5 separate regions of the Mus musculus genome follow, and regions 1, 2, 3 and 4 are each linked to region 5. A link is a contact called in public Hi-C, HiChIP or PLAC-seq and promoter capture Hi-C data. All regions are on one chromosome and are shown on one strand. Each heading gives the region's core, a stretch centred on a gene start, on an enhancer-like site or on the middle of the called end of the contact. The rest is flanking DNA. Distances are from core to core; before and after follow the strand shown.

Region 1 (2,700 bases), core at 114-2,613, 280 kb before region 5:
CAGGTCCTTCTGTAGGGCCCTCAGGCCCTCTCGGTTCTGATTCCTCTTGGTGTCCAGGTCTACAATCTGAAAACAGGAGCAGATGGGGACTCAGCTGCCTCCAGCCCCAATCTGAAGAGACAAGGTATCATTTCTGGCTAAGTTCCAAGGTCTTGCCTAACATGGAGGACTCAGGTGGGAAGGTGCTTCTTTACCCACTCAGCTTCCAGCTCCTCTGCTTCGACACAAACCTCCTTCCTCCAGAGAAGGTGCTAGGAAAATGCCTGCAGATTGAATCATTTTGTGTCATCCAGTCAACCTTGAGAGTGTACCAGAGTCACCAGGGAGTGAGCTGAGTGTCTTCTCTAGACAGTGACTACTGACACACTCTTGTTAGGTAACTCTGACAGTCTCACCAGACACTCAACCATACTGGACTGGAACAGCTGTGGCATGGTACCACTATGACAGCTAACTACTCAAGAGGTGACATCTGGGGCCGCAGCTAGTGAACCACCAAGCCTTCTCAAATATAGACCACAAAGAACCATTATGGCCATTATGACAGCGTTTGAAGACCATCAAATATATCAAGTATATGTCTCGCCCCATCACTACCATCTGGTCTAACTCTAGACCATCGGGATCACCTGAATGGTTCCCCGCTCTCTAGGAAGCAGCCAGAGAGAGGCATTTAACATCCAAATGCACGCCTATAATCCCAGAACTCAGGAGACTGACAAGGATAGACCACGGATTGTTCAAGGCTAACCTAGACAACACAGTAAGCCCTCTAAAGTTTAGAGTCTAAAGCAACCGATCCCCAGCACGAACTCCCTTTAGGGACTAACCACTTACCACAGAAACAGAACCAAGCACCCCTTTCGGATCTACGAGGCCCTCAACCCCTCACCCCCGCGCCCGACACCCACACACCCACACATCACACCCACACACCCCAGCGCATTGCCCAGACACATGCCGCCCATGTCTCAGTAACCTGATTCACGATGGGCCAGGGACTGCGTTTGGAAAGTGGTGTCAGGGGAGCCTCCCGCAGACAGTGAGAATCCAGGAGACCAGCAATGACCGGGCAGGGTGAAAGGAAGGCGACTATCCAGCACAGAACCAGTGCTCGCTCCGCGCCAGGCCGCTGGGACCAGTGACGCCGGAAGACCGGGTGAGCTCCCTGCCACCCCGCGCACTTACGCGCTCGCAGCCGCCACGTCTCTCACCTGCCGCTTGTCCGACAGCACGGCCTCGGCCAACTCCTCTACTTCGACCAGGTACCGCAGCACCCGCTCCGCCTCGGGGGACAGCATGGTGCCACGCACCTCTTCTGACACACTGCTACAACTTCACCTTGGCTCCTTCCGCGCACGCGCTGTTCTGGGACTTCCGGCACGCCTGCGCAGTGAAAAGAGCAAGCGCCGCAGCGGGGCTCCAGAGGGGCGGGGTAGGCTTTGGGAGCGGGGCAGGTGCGCCCCCTACAGGCTCTGAAGGAGCAACACAACGCACTGTCCATTTCCCTCCCTTCAAAGGGTTCCTGGGCATCCACTACATACCAGATTGGGTGTCAGGAACGCGGCTGCAAATAAAACATCCCGACTCTAGGAACGTCGTCCCATTGGAAAACAACGAACACTGAAGGCAAAATAATTACACATTATGGAAGGTAGTGATAAGGGATTTGGAGACACAGAGATCATAAAGTCCCGGTTTAACGACGCCCAGAAACTGAGTGTGGCAGACAGACTCATATTTTAATCCACGACGTTTTCAGCTTCCAGTTTGTAAATAATGGGTGATAGAAATTCCCCTCACTCTCTCTCTTTCTCCCCGGAAGATGGAAAGGAAGCAGTAATTATTTTAAATTGCATCTGGCTGCAGCATTTGTTGAATCTAATGTCCACAGTAGCAAGCCGAGATTCACAGAAGGAGCTGGAAACTGTCCAGGGGAGCAGTGGAGTGTCAGTAAGAGCGTAAGAGTGAATTAGGATCCAGGACTTCCCAGAGGAGGCGTGTGTGTGTGTGTGTGTGTGTGTGTGTGTGTGTGTGTGGTGACTGCCTGACAGAACCGGAGGGGTCCCCCAATGTTGCAAAGCTGGAGGCTCAGACGCTGGGCCTGGGAGTTTCTGCCTCACCAATCCTCTTTTGTTTTTCCGTGTGCGAAACTGGAATTACCCCAGTGCCTCTCAAACACCACGCTCTACCACTGAGCTATATCTCATCTATTTTCTTGTGTGGTGTGTGTGTGTGTGTGTGTGTGTGTGTGTGTGTGTGTTGCATGCGTGTAAGGGTGCTCTGTGCTCCTGCAGACACAAGCAGAGGCCAGACAGATTAGGGTGTCAGGTGTCTGTCTCTCCCTGATATTCTCACCTTATTGTCTTGAAATAGAGCCTCTCCTTGAAACAGAAGCTCACTTTTGGGCTAGGCTTGCTAGACATTGAGCTCTCTGGATCTGCCTGTCGCTGTTTGTTGCTGCTCACACAGCCATGTCTGGGTTTTTCTGTAGGCGCTTGAGATTCAAACTCAGATCCTTATTCTTGCAAAGTGAACACTCTTCATTCACGGAGCCACCTCCCCTAAGGCCTAACTCTGAGGTTCACTTTTTAGTCTCCTTTTTTGGACTCTGGGAAACTTAGCCCATTCATATTCTTTGCCTCACTTGAATTTCACGGACACTTTTTTTTTCTCACAGGATTATGCCTGTTTAGTTTT
Region 2 (2,700 bases), core at 141-2,640, 360 kb after region 5:
CTCTCCTTTTGTCTTTTGACCAGTCTACTCTTTTTTAAGTAGAAAAGGGCCCAGGAAGTGTTAAGACTTGAAGTTCCCCAAATAGTCGCCATTTGCCCATTTACTCACTAACCAGGAAGAAGGGCAGGAGGAAAGCTGTGTTTAACAGGAGTTAGAACCCCAGAGGCAAGAGACCTGTGGAGATTCATTCATTCATTCATTCAACCAACTTGTATTGAGTTAATTCCTTTTGATGCTAGCCTCCCTGTGGACCTGTGCTCCTAGAGAGATGTGGCTTCCAGTTTCCATCTAGATGGAAGATGGAAGCCACCTCTGCCCCGCTAGGAGATGCAGACAAGACTATACAAAACAATCTCAGATGGGTTTCAGTGTTATAGGATTTGAAGACTGTTCTGTTTGGTGATAAGAAAGCCTCTTCTTGTGACAGATCTGGGGAAACAAAGTCTGAAAGGAGGAAAGAGGCCAAAGCTTTCCTTAGAAGGACAATGCTTGGTGTGTAGGAGGAGCAGCAAAGCAGAAGAGGTTGGAGTGAAGTCAGGGAGCCAACAAAATAAAAGATCCGTGAAAGCTGAGCCTGCACGTGCTAGGCCTTGTATCGAGCCGAGCCTTTGCAATCATTCGATTTGTTTATCCCTTTAACATATATTTATTTAGTGTCTACTTTAGTGATCACCATCTAATGTATGGAGACAGACAAGCAGGAAAACAAATAAACATGAACGCCAGGTGCCTATCATAAGTATTTGTGTTTCTCCAGTGGTTCAGCGTGGGCCTTTTGGCCGAGGCAGCCCTAAGCTGCAGGGTAGGGCTCCTCCCCAGCTGGCACGAGGAACCCAGGTAGTTGGGGGAACATGTATGCTTTTTCTTCCTCCAAGGCCTCCTCTCCCCTCAAGATGGCTGACAAAGGCCAAGCTAGGTGAAAGCAGGAAGCAGAACGGGGGTCCCCAGCGGGTGACCCATAGGGCCACTACAGCGCCCTGGACAGCTTTGCAGCGGAGGGATGGTCGAAAAGCCAATGCAGGGTTGCTGTGTGACTCCAGCAGGAGCTCTTCCCTCTCTGGGCCGCTCATCCAGACCTGTGAATGTGCTTGTATGTGCGTGTGTGCATCTGATCTGGATTGGGGGACAGGAAAGGGGGTGTCTCAGGTGGAGAGGGCTGGGAGCTATCCGTGGGCTCTGGTCATCTAGGAGGGTGACCCGCAAGGCATAGGGGGCCCAGGGGAGGCTCCCGAGGAGGCAGGGCGAGGAAGCTCGGGAGGGATTTCAAATCTCCCTCGCCCGTCCCCTAGGCCCGGCCGGCCGGTGAGTGGCTGCGGCGGGGGCGCCCCCCGGGCGGGGGCGGGGCCAGGGCCGGGCCCGGGCTACAAGGGCAGCGGCGCCGCCCCCTCCCCACCCACTCCCGTGCGCGCCCGGCCCGTAGCGTCCTCGTCGCCGCCCCTCGTCTCGCAGCCGCAGCCCGCGTGGACGCTCTCGCCTGAGCGCCGCGGACTAGCCCGGGTGGCCCACTGGCGCGCGGGCGAGCGCACGGGCGCTCCAGTCCGGCAGCGCCGGGGTTAAGCGGCCCAAGTAAACGTAGCGCAGCGATCGGCGCCGGAGATTCGCGAACCCGACACTCCGCGCCGCCCGCCGGCCAGGACCCGCGGCGCGATCGCGGCGCCGCGCTACAGCCAGCCTCACGACAGGTGAGCGCCACGCGCCCCTCGTGGGCTGGGACCTGGTGGTTGGGGCTGTGTGGGTTCCGGGACGACAGGTCCCCTGGTGGCGCCTGGATGTTTGCCGGGGTTGGGGAGAACGGGGCGCGTGGCGCTTAGCGGGACGGGGACACGGGACTGGGCACGGGGACAGAGGAAGCGAAGTCCCCGCTGCACTCCGCCACTCTGAAGAGTTGAGGGAAGGAGACCTGCAGCAACTTTTCTGGAGTGTAGAGTTGAGAACACTTGGGAGCGGAGTGGGGCCCGAGCGGTGGCTGTCCCCGGGACCCAAAGTCCTTACCTAGCCCAGTTCTTACCCAGAGCCTCCTCGGGGAGGAAAGGCTGGGATGTAGAGGCAGAAGTTGTTTTGTCAATGTAGTAGTGGTTGTGGATCCGTTCTGACTTGGAACCTCGCACTCCCAGGTTGGGATGGCGCTCTGGGTACCGGCAAGTGGGGATGCTAGATGGGCGTTGTCCCCGGGGTCCTCCGGAGCGGAGCCTCTTGTGCTGCAGCGTTGCCGGCTGCTGGGAGGGGCTGGCTGAGCACACCTGGCCGGGGAGGAGCCAGCGGGGGGCGGTTCCTCACCTTGCCGGCTGCCCTAGGGGCTCACTTTCCATTCTTAGCCTTCTTCCGGGGTGAGGTGGCCCCACTACCTAGTCCATACACTGAGTCCTTAATTATAAAATGACCCTCTGCCTCCACTTCCTAGCGGTTAATCGTCCGTGCTTCAGGGATTGCTTAGGGATACCTGTGGAATCCGTCCAGGCTAGAGGTTGCAATCAAAGCGGAGACCTACTTACTGCGTTCCCAAGGTTGGACTGCACGGAGGGGAAGAGTTTCTTGCTCCAGTCTCACCTGTGGCAGCGGCAGTCCTGTGATCTCCATGCCTCTGCCTGTGATTCCCTGTGATTTCTGCTTTGCACTCGGAAGCATATGAATTAAAATGAATTAAGGCCTCAGTAGAGTGCTTCCGGACTTGTGGATGTTGTGGGCTTTGGGCTGGTGACA
Region 3 (2,700 bases), core at 160-2,659, 450 kb after region 5:
GTTGGGGAAAGGCCTCCAGGAGATCCAGCCGCAAGTCATTTTCTCAATTAGTGATCAAGTGGGGAGGGCCCCTTGTGGGTGGGACCATCTCTGGGCTGGTATTCTTGGGTTCTATAAGAGAGCAGGCTGAGCAAGCCAGGGGAACTAAGCCAGTAAAGAACATCCTTCCATGTCCTCTGCATCAGCTCCTGCTTCCTGACCTGTTTGAGTTCCAGTCTTGACTTCCTTTGGTGATGAACAGCAATGTGGGAGAGTAAGCTGAATAAATCCTTTCCTCCCCAAGTGCTTCTTGGTCATGATGTTTGTGCAGGAATAGAAACCCTGACTAAGACAGGTTGTATAAGAAAGCAGGCTGAGCAAGCCATGAGGAGTAAGCTAGTAACCGACATCCCTCCATGGCTTCTGCATCCACTCCTGGCTCTAGGTTCCTGCCCTGTTTTCCTTCAGTGATGAACAGAGATAATATGGAAGAGTAAGCTAAATAAGCACTCTCCTCTCCAAGTTGCTTTGGTCATGTTTCATTACAGGAATTGTAACACTAACTAAAACAGGCGCCAAATCTTTTTTTTTTTTTTTAAATTTAAAGGCAAACAATAACTGTGTAGCTCTCTGGCTGGCCTTGATCTCAGAGATTCTCTTGTCTCTACCTACTGAGTCCTGGGATTAAACGTTCATACCACCACAGTTATTTGTGGGCATATTTGCGTGTGTGTAGGCATGCGAGTGGCACTGCCCATGTGTGTTAGTCAGAGGACAACTTGCAGGACTCGCGTCTCACCTTCTATCAGTGGGTCCTGGGGTTTGAACTCATGTTGTCAGGTTTGGGGGCATGCACCTGCTAAAGCATTTCGATGGCCATTTTTTCTTTGTTGAGACCAGATCTCGCTGTGTAGCTCTGGCTAGCTTGCTACTGTAGACCAGGCTGGCCTTGAATTTACAGTGATTCTCTTTCCTGTCCAAGTGTACACGAGTGGCCTAGCACTCCCAGTTTTTTCTTTCTGAGACAGGGTCTCGTGTACCTCAGGCTGAACTCCCAGAGAGAGGGTCTGGGATGATGACAAAACGATTTGCTGGCAAGATAGGTGTGTTCCACCACAGCTGCCATCTGTGGTGTTGGGGACTGAAACCAGGGATTCATGTATGCTAGGCGAGCTAACCTTCCTCCCGAGCCTATTCATTAATCCATCTTGGTCAAACGAATTTTCTTCTGGGCTACAGCAAACCAGAATGTGCAACTGGACTCCGCCTCCTCAGAGGACTCACACGTCATTGGTCGCAACTGACCACGTGCCCAACAGGCTTGCTCCCCGCCCCCGGGCATGCCAGCTGTCGATCAAGCATTCGGCCCCGCCTCCGGCTCGCAGGCCAGTCCGTCTCTATAAAAGGCCGGGCGGGAGATGACGAGCCCCTGCGTCGGCGCGTCACGGCGGGGTGCGTGTGAGGTCATCGCGCGCGGGCGGGCGGGGTCCGACGGTTTGAACGAGACGAAGACGGAACCGGAGCCGGGCGCGCGGACGGCGGACGCGGGTCCTGAGAAAGCCGGTGAGGCGGCTGGCGGGCCCGGGCGGCGGCAGCAGTCGGGAATTCACGGGAGGCGGCTCCTCGTGAGCAGTGCGGAGCCGCGCGGGCAGTGGGGGGGAAGGGCGGGGCCGCGATCCGGTGCGCGGCCTGGGCCGGGGGCGCGCGCTCCGTTGTCCCGGGGGCGGGGCGTGGGCCGGAAGTGGGGGCTGCCTAGTGGTGACCGGCGAAGTCCTGACTTTGCGGCTGGGCCTGGAGGGTGTGTGCCCACGGGCGCGCGCGCGCGCGCGCGAGGGGCGCGGTGGGGACCCTGGGTGTAGGAGGCGTCGTTGCATAATGGGTGGGAGTTGGTCCGCGGAGTTGGCCGCAGAGTGCGACCTTAGGCAGGCGCTTCAGCCTCCCCGTGCCTCAGTTTCCTCCTCCGTAAAATGGAGACAGTAGAATTAAGCACAGAAAGGTTTCAGCTCGGTGCCTGGCAGAAGTCAGGCGGTCCGCGGGTGGTGGTTGAGTGCCTAGTAAATGCTAGGCCCCGGTCTCATCAGGGAGTAGACAGGCAAAGACATGCTTTCTAGGAGTCTGCTTTGTGGGTAGAGAGCCAGGAAGCAAGAAAATGAATACATGGCCAAGATAATTTCTGTAATTACTGTAAAAGGGCGATACCAGTACTGCAGGGTATAGCCTGACCTCTGCATCTTGGCGATGAGGATCCGGTGGCCCATTGAGGGAAGTTCAGCTAGGCCTGATGTCTGCCGGTGATGGGATGTCTTGACTAGCATTAATCAAGATAGCTCTTTAATGGGCACTTGTGTATAAGGCATTGTGTTAAGAGCTTGATGTAGCATTGTGTCATTTAATAGTCACATTGCCTTGAAAAGATGCTATCTTTATTCTCTTTCTTTCCCCTCTGTTGTGTTTTGCTCATTTTATTTTCTCTGTGGGGCTGAGAGGTGACTGCAGTTCCCCCACTGTGCTGAGCTGCTCATCATTCTTTTACAGAGGCGAGTCTGAGACTTTGGGTAGGGAAAGGACTTGCCTTACGTTGTCCAGCAAGTAACTCAACTCCAGAGTCATATCCTGTGTGCTACTCCTCCTTCTCCATCTAGAAACTGTTTCATACTTTTGTGGTGTCAAAGTGCCAGGACATAGAAGCTTGGGAGGCGGTGTGCTTTTCTGATACTTACC
Region 4 (2,700 bases), core at 180-2,679, 320 kb after region 5:
GAGTTATGCCCACAGTGGGTAGGACACTGAATCACAGCTAAGGGACAGATGAGACCCTCGGGACATCTATTCATTCACTCATTCAATAAATATTTATTCAAGTCAGGCATGGTGACTCATCCCAATACCAGGGAGGCTAAGCAAGAGGGTTGCTGTGACTTTGGGGTCAGCCTGGGCTGCAGAATGAATTTCAGAGTATGCTGAGCTACAGAGTGAGACTCGGACTCAGAAAGCAAATTTAAGCAGGAGGTGGTGGCGGCCCCTTTACTCGTAGCAGTTGTAAGGCAGAGACCAGTGGACCTCTGAGTTCAAGGCCAGCCTGGTCTACATAGTGAGTTCGTGAACAGCCAGGGCCACACAGGGAAACCTTGTCTCAAAAGACAACAAGAAAACAAACAAAAACAATAACAAAAAAATAAATAAAGCTAGAAGGACAGTGGCATATGCCTATAGTCTCAGTGTTGGAAGACCTGAAGTCTCAGTGTTGGAGGACCGGAAGTCTCAGTGTTGGAGGACCGGAAGTTCAAGGTCATACTTGGCTATTGTTCGGAAGCCAGCCTGAGTTACATGAGAGCCTGACTCTAAAAAACAAACGCCAAGCTCTGTGCTGGGGGAAGATGATAAAAGGGGATAAAGCCCTAGGACATGGCGGGGCCTGAGATGAGACAGACAAGCGGCCAGGGAAGTCCTTTTAGAGAAAAGGACAGTGGAGCTGAGCCTTGATAGTGAGGAGGAGTTTGCCCAGAGGGAGGCAGGGGGCGCACAGGTCAGAGCAGAGCTGAAGTACTGAAGTCACAGCACTGGACACCACACAGCCAGAAGCAGCAGGGCTGGACCTCCCAGTACTATCTAACAGAGAAACCGAGGCACAGAAGCAGGCTATGATATGACCCTGCAATAGTTAGAGCCTGCTGTCCTAACTGCCACTCGGGCTAGGCACCCAGCCCTTTGTTTCAATGGTCTTTCTTTATTCACATGGCCTGTAAGTTCACTGCACCCACTGGGCCTGGGCTCTGACACTGGGCAGTGAGCACCAGGGGTCACTAACTAGTACTCTAATAGGGAGTCAGATAAACTGGCTCCTAGTGTCTCTCAAGCAGGGCACAGTGCCCCAAACCTCCAAATACTGATGAAATCAGCGGCCCCTGTAGCTCCTTCAAACACACTGTTGCTTCTGGTCCTCACTGCTCCGTGCTGAGAGCCGCCTTCTGTAAACACCGGCCCAGGCAGTATTGAGAGTACTGCGTGCTTCCAAAGAGCCATGAGCCCAGGCCCTCATAACCTCCGCACCATAGCAAAGGCCATTCTGTAGCAATCTAGCTAAAGAGCCAGCTCAGCTCAGCCTTCCAAGACGCAAGCTTGTAGGGCAGTGTGTCAAATGTCCTTGGCAAACCCAGACGCTGTTACATGCCAGCTTGCCAGTCTACCTGACAGTGCCATACGCCTGTATCCAGCAACCACATGCCAAGCACCGCCCAGGGTAAGGGACCAAGCCCAGCTAGGGGAGGCGTTGGGGAACAGCGCTGGGCCTCCAGGCTTGGTTTATCAGCTCTCACAGAGGGCAGAAACCACACAGTCAGGAAATGGCAGGTGTGAGAAGAAGAGGAAGTATATGGGCTGAAGCCATGGCTCTTCCCCGTTCCCTGGTGACATCCCTGCCTCTTCTGGTGTCCAGGGCTTTTGAAGTGACCACAGCCCCAGACTCTGCCAAGGATGAACCGGAGGCAAAAGGGGAGCAGTAGCCGGGCAGTGGTGGCGCACGCCTTTAATCCCAGCACTTGGGAGGCAGAGGCAGGTGGATCTCTGAGTTCAAGGCCAGCCTGGTCTACAGAGTGAGTTCCAGGATAGCCAGGGCTACACAGAGAAACCCTGTCTCCAAAAAGGGGGGTGGGGTGGGGAGGGAGCAGCGAGCAACCTTGGGTTCAGTAACTAATACCATAAAAATAAGTGCCCAGGGGGTGGGTCGGTGGGAGGGTATGGGGGACTTTGGGATAGCATTGGAAATGTAAATGAGGAAAATACCTAATAAAAACAAAAAAGTGCCCAGTAAAGGGTAGGGAGAGGGACCTCACTTCCCCCTCTCCCTCCTCAGGAAAGATCTTTTCACAAGAAACGGGTGTCAGCTATGGGGCTCAATAGACCCAAACCCTAGGAAATGGAATGCCTAGTTAGGGAAGCAGGCGTGTTGAAGAATTAAGTACAGGGACAGAAGTCCCCACCAGAGCACTGTGGGCGAAACAAAGAGATGGTGACCTCCATGGGGAGGTCAGTATCTGTCACAACGCAAAGGAGGCTGAACAGGGAAAAGTGCAGTGACATCAGTTGCCACCCCCAGCCGTGCTGGCTATCCAGAAGGGCAGCGGACTGAGTCCCAACAGACGCACGTGCTTCTGCGGACTCACTCCTCCAGCCAAGGTCTACACTCATGGAAGTAGTCACCCCTGCCTGGCTCCTGGTCAGCATGAGTAGGGCCGGAGAGAGGAGTTGGCACACTGATTCAAAGGTAGTCCCCAAGGAAAGACTGGGGCCAGCTTCCAGGCCTGTGTATTTTTTTTTAGGTCTATCTATCTATCTATCTATCTATCTATCTATCTATCTATCTATCTATCTATCTATCTATCTATCTATCTATCTATCCAGACAGGATTTCATGTTGCCCAACCTGGCCTCAGATTTGCAAAGCTGGCCTTGAATCCCCAG
Region 5 (2,840 bases), core at 174-2,673:
GAAGACAGCTATAGTGTGTTTATATGCAATAAATAAATAAATCTTAAAACAAAACAAAACACAACAGCCCAGAATGGGAGAGGGTACAAAGAGCAACTAAAAGAACTAATGAAAATGAGAGAAAATTTTGGCAATTATTAGCCCTAGAAACTACCAAGAGATACAGAAGAGATGAAACATAAACACATATATTGCATTATGTTCTTGTAAACAACACATAATGTGTTTGTAACCAATACAGGTAAACTTTACTTTGCGTCAGTTTGGTAGGTATCTTTTTTTTTTCTTTGTGTGTAGCTCCAGCTCTCCTAGACTTGCTCTGTAGACCACATTGGCCTCCAACTCAGAGATCTGCCCACTCCTCCTTCCAGAGTGCTTTTTGCTTTGATGGAAGGGTAGCCGGACTCCAAAGATGCTATGCAGGGAGGATGACTTGATGTGATTCCGGTTTTCAAATTATTGTTCAGACTATCTAGTCGAGATGCCAACCATGCACTCCCAGCCCAGCTGGTTTGCATGTGCTGAAGTCAGAGGACAACCTAAGTTGTTTCTCTCCTGCCGGGTGGGTCCCTGGAATCTACCTCAAGCCGTCAAACGCGTTTACCCACTGAGCCATCAGAGGGTAGCATCTTTTCCCTACAATTATGTGTATTTATTTTTGATACTGAGGGACAGAGTCTCGCTGTGTAGTTCGGAACTTGCTCTGTACCCAAGCATGGTCTTGAGCTGTTCATCCTCCTGCCTCCATTTCCCGAGTGCTAGAACTATAGTCATGAGCCATCAAGCTCAACCAAAGTTTTTTGAGTTGATGGTAAGAATAGTGGGACTCCAAGGATGCCTTGCAGGGATGTGCTTCAGGTTTTAAATTATTATTCAGGTCACCTCGCCGGGAATGGATGGTCAGGCCTTATACTCTATTAACAGAGAACAAGAATTGCAGTCGAGTCTAAAGATGACAGGTGGCCTGGCCTTGCTTGTGGTGCTGTTCTTTAAAAAAGTGGAGAAAAGCAGGAATATATGAAAGGCAGACTGTGGGACTCGATGGCCAAATGAAAGTGACAGGCAGGACAGATTTTCCTTCATCCCTGGGTGGCCTTAATTGGGAGCCACTCAATACTAATCTGAGACCCAGATCAGAGAACTGACCTGAAAGAGCTTTCAGAAGGGGAGGATGAAAGCGCGTAGTGTGACCAAGATACTGGGCTCTGTTTCACAAACGGAGAAACTGAGGCACCCGAGACCAGAGGACCGAGTCCGGGTGCCTAGGAGGGTCAGAGTGTCCGCGCGCTGGGAACCTGGAAAACGCCGCTGCACTCCGGGTTCCGCCCCTCGGCGAGCTCCTCGCTTCGGAGGCCCAATAAAGTTATTGAAATTGACGCGGTTGCTAAGGAAGTGGGTCGCCGAGCCGGGTTGCTAAGGAAGTGAGCGCCGCGGTCTCTCCCCATCCGGGGCAGCTGGGAATGGCTGAGCCCCGGGTTCGCCGCCGCCGCCCGCTCTCGGCTGCGGCCGCAGGTGAGTTCGAGATGCTGGGGTCACCGCGGGGCGCCCAGCATTATCCCGATGTCGTTGCTCTGCGAGCCGCAGCATCCTTTGTCCGGCCTCTGTGGTATCTCTGACCACCCGGCTTTTTCTCGGGCGCGGCCGGTACGACCCCCCAGTCTCGGCCGCCCGTGCTCGCTCCTCACGGCCGGTCCGGGGCCACAGTCCCAGGCCCTGGCTGGAAAGGCAGCTCAGGAAGCAAGAACCTGAGGTCCGAGCCTCAGGGCGGTGCCTGGCTCGCTGTGTGACCTTGGACAAACCCCTTGCCTTCTCTGGCAGCAGCAGACCTGTCTGCCCATTGGGGTCTTGACACTTGCCGAGGAGACTTGTATATGAAAGGGCTCCAAGTGGGAAGAGGGTGAACGGCCAGGATACTCTATGTGGAGACCAAGAGAACTGTTTGAAGTCTGAGTGCTTGAGTTTGAGGCTGCATAGCGTGGCGTTGAGTCTTCTCATCTGTAAATCAGATCATGGGATTGCCCTTCGTGGGAAGCAGGGCGTCTGGAGTAGCTTGGGACATGATGCTTAAAAAAACAAAACAAAACATGTTAATTGCATATAACGGGTTTCATGATGACGTTTCATCCGTGTGTATAATTTATTTTATTCGTGCTCCCCTCCCACTGACCCTTTCCCTTCACTTTTTAGTCCCTTCTAATTCCATGCCCTAGCGCAGTTTACAAAAATTAGGTTCTTTTGAGGAGCATGGGCGTTTTGCCCGTGGCTACACTACAGAAGAAAATGCCTGCTACTCCCTCAATCACCAATAACTCATGTGAGGTGTTAGGTTTGGGGGTGTGGTGGTGGTGGGGACACAACACCTCAGGAATGGGTGGCTGTGTTGTGAGCCCCTCCCCCTAGCAACCGTTAACTGCCCATAAATCCTCGTGTAGGGGTGGGTCCTGTTGAGCCCCTCCCCCTCCACAAAACACGTGGTTAAGTACTACTTATCACTAATGGGATGGAGCCTTCCAAGAAGGGGAAGATGACTTGGAACCAGAAGGACTTAGGTGTGTAGCTTGCTAGTGCATATGGGTATTCTAGACACCCTGGCCATTCCCCACCCACAGTTTTACTTTGTAGTCTGCTCAGAGGGGGGAAGTTACTGACCTCTTAAAAGGTTCTGTACTTGTGCCATGCCTGTCACCCGGTATATTCATAACAAGAATAGGGGTATTTATCTCTTCTGAGAAGTGCTTAGAGCAACTTGATGCTTAAGAAGTTTTTTGAGGCGTATTATCTCATTTAGTCTTCACAGACAGTGTCAGGCAGCTGGTGATGTCACCCGCTCTTGTAGATGA

The links. Promoter capture Hi-C pulls out the DNA fragments that hold promoters and counts their contacts. Hi-C and Micro-C count contacts between places; a contact is called where the count stands out from the background. HiChIP or PLAC-seq counts read pairs in DNA pulled down with a chosen protein or histone mark.
Region 1: a contact with region 5 is called in a promoter capture Hi-C map of embryonic stem cells. The contact joins the promoter of Pdrg1 here to the promoter of Kif3b in region 5. A contact is called at or near these places in 3 of 39 promoter capture datasets (embryonic stem cells, liver and pre-B cells).
Region 2: a FOXA1 HiChIP or PLAC-seq map of pancreatic cancer cells shows a contact between it and region 5. The contact joins the promoter of Dnmt3b here to the promoter of Kif3b in region 5. A contact is called at or near these places in 5 of 39 promoter capture datasets (the C10 cell line, embryonic stem cells, hippocampal neurons and 2 more), 1 of 15 datasets of contacts at CTCF or cohesin (the NIH/3T3 cell line) and 2 of 115 datasets of contacts at active chromatin or transcription factors (memory CD8 T cells and pancreatic cancer cells).
Region 3: a contact with region 5 is called in a Hi-C map of regulatory T cells, with 3 times the contacts expected there. The contact joins the promoter of Mapre1 here to the promoter of Kif3b in region 5.
Region 4: a promoter capture Hi-C map of the HPC-7 cell line shows a contact between it and region 5. The contact joins the enhancer-like site here to the promoter of Kif3b in region 5. A contact is called at or near these places in 3 of 39 promoter capture datasets (the HPC-7 cell line, hippocampal neurons and neural stem cells), 2 of 484 Hi-C or Micro-C datasets (the G1E-ER4 cell line and the HPC-7 cell line) and 3 of 115 datasets of contacts at active chromatin or transcription factors (astrocytes, fetal liver and pancreatic cancer cells).

What each region holds. Positions count from the first base shown.
Region 1 is chr2:153,014,020-153,016,719 of GRCm38.p6, forward strand. It overlaps Pdrg1 (p53 and DNA damage regulated 1), which reads right to left and starts at 1,364. Exons shown (of 5, transcript NM_178939.2): 1 at 1,215-1,364; 2 at 1-66. The coding sequence starts at 1,301.
Region 2 is chr2:153,648,059-153,650,758 of GRCm38.p6, forward strand. Dnmt3b (DNA methyltransferase 3B) reads left to right here and starts at 1,391. Exons shown (of 23, transcript NM_001271744.1): 1 at 1,391-1,682.
Region 3 is chr2:153,739,878-153,742,577 of GRCm38.p6, forward strand. It overlaps Mapre1 (microtubule-associated protein, RP/EB family, member 1), which reads left to right and starts at 1,410. Exons shown (of 7, transcript NM_007896.3): 1 at 1,410-1,542.
Region 4 is chr2:153,606,847-153,609,546 of GRCm38.p6, forward strand. No RefSeq gene overlaps it. Among named protein-coding and RNA genes, the nearest start is that of Commd7, 25 kb to the right of the region's middle. Within about 2 kb of position 1,430, at least 150 of the 459 cell types and tissues checked have an H3K27ac peak or open chromatin away from gene starts, as enhancers often do. A contact at or near this core is called in the G1E-ER4 cell line, the HPC-7 cell line, fetal liver and 2 more, where this site is marked.
Region 5 is chr2:153,289,993-153,292,832 of GRCm38.p6, forward strand. Kif3b (kinesin family member 3B) reads left to right here and starts at 1,424. Exons shown (of 9, transcript NM_008444.4): 1 at 1,424-1,512. It overlaps Gm39961 (a long non-coding RNA gene), which reads right to left and starts at 1,434. Exons shown (of 3, transcript XR_866869.2): 1 at 1,147-1,434.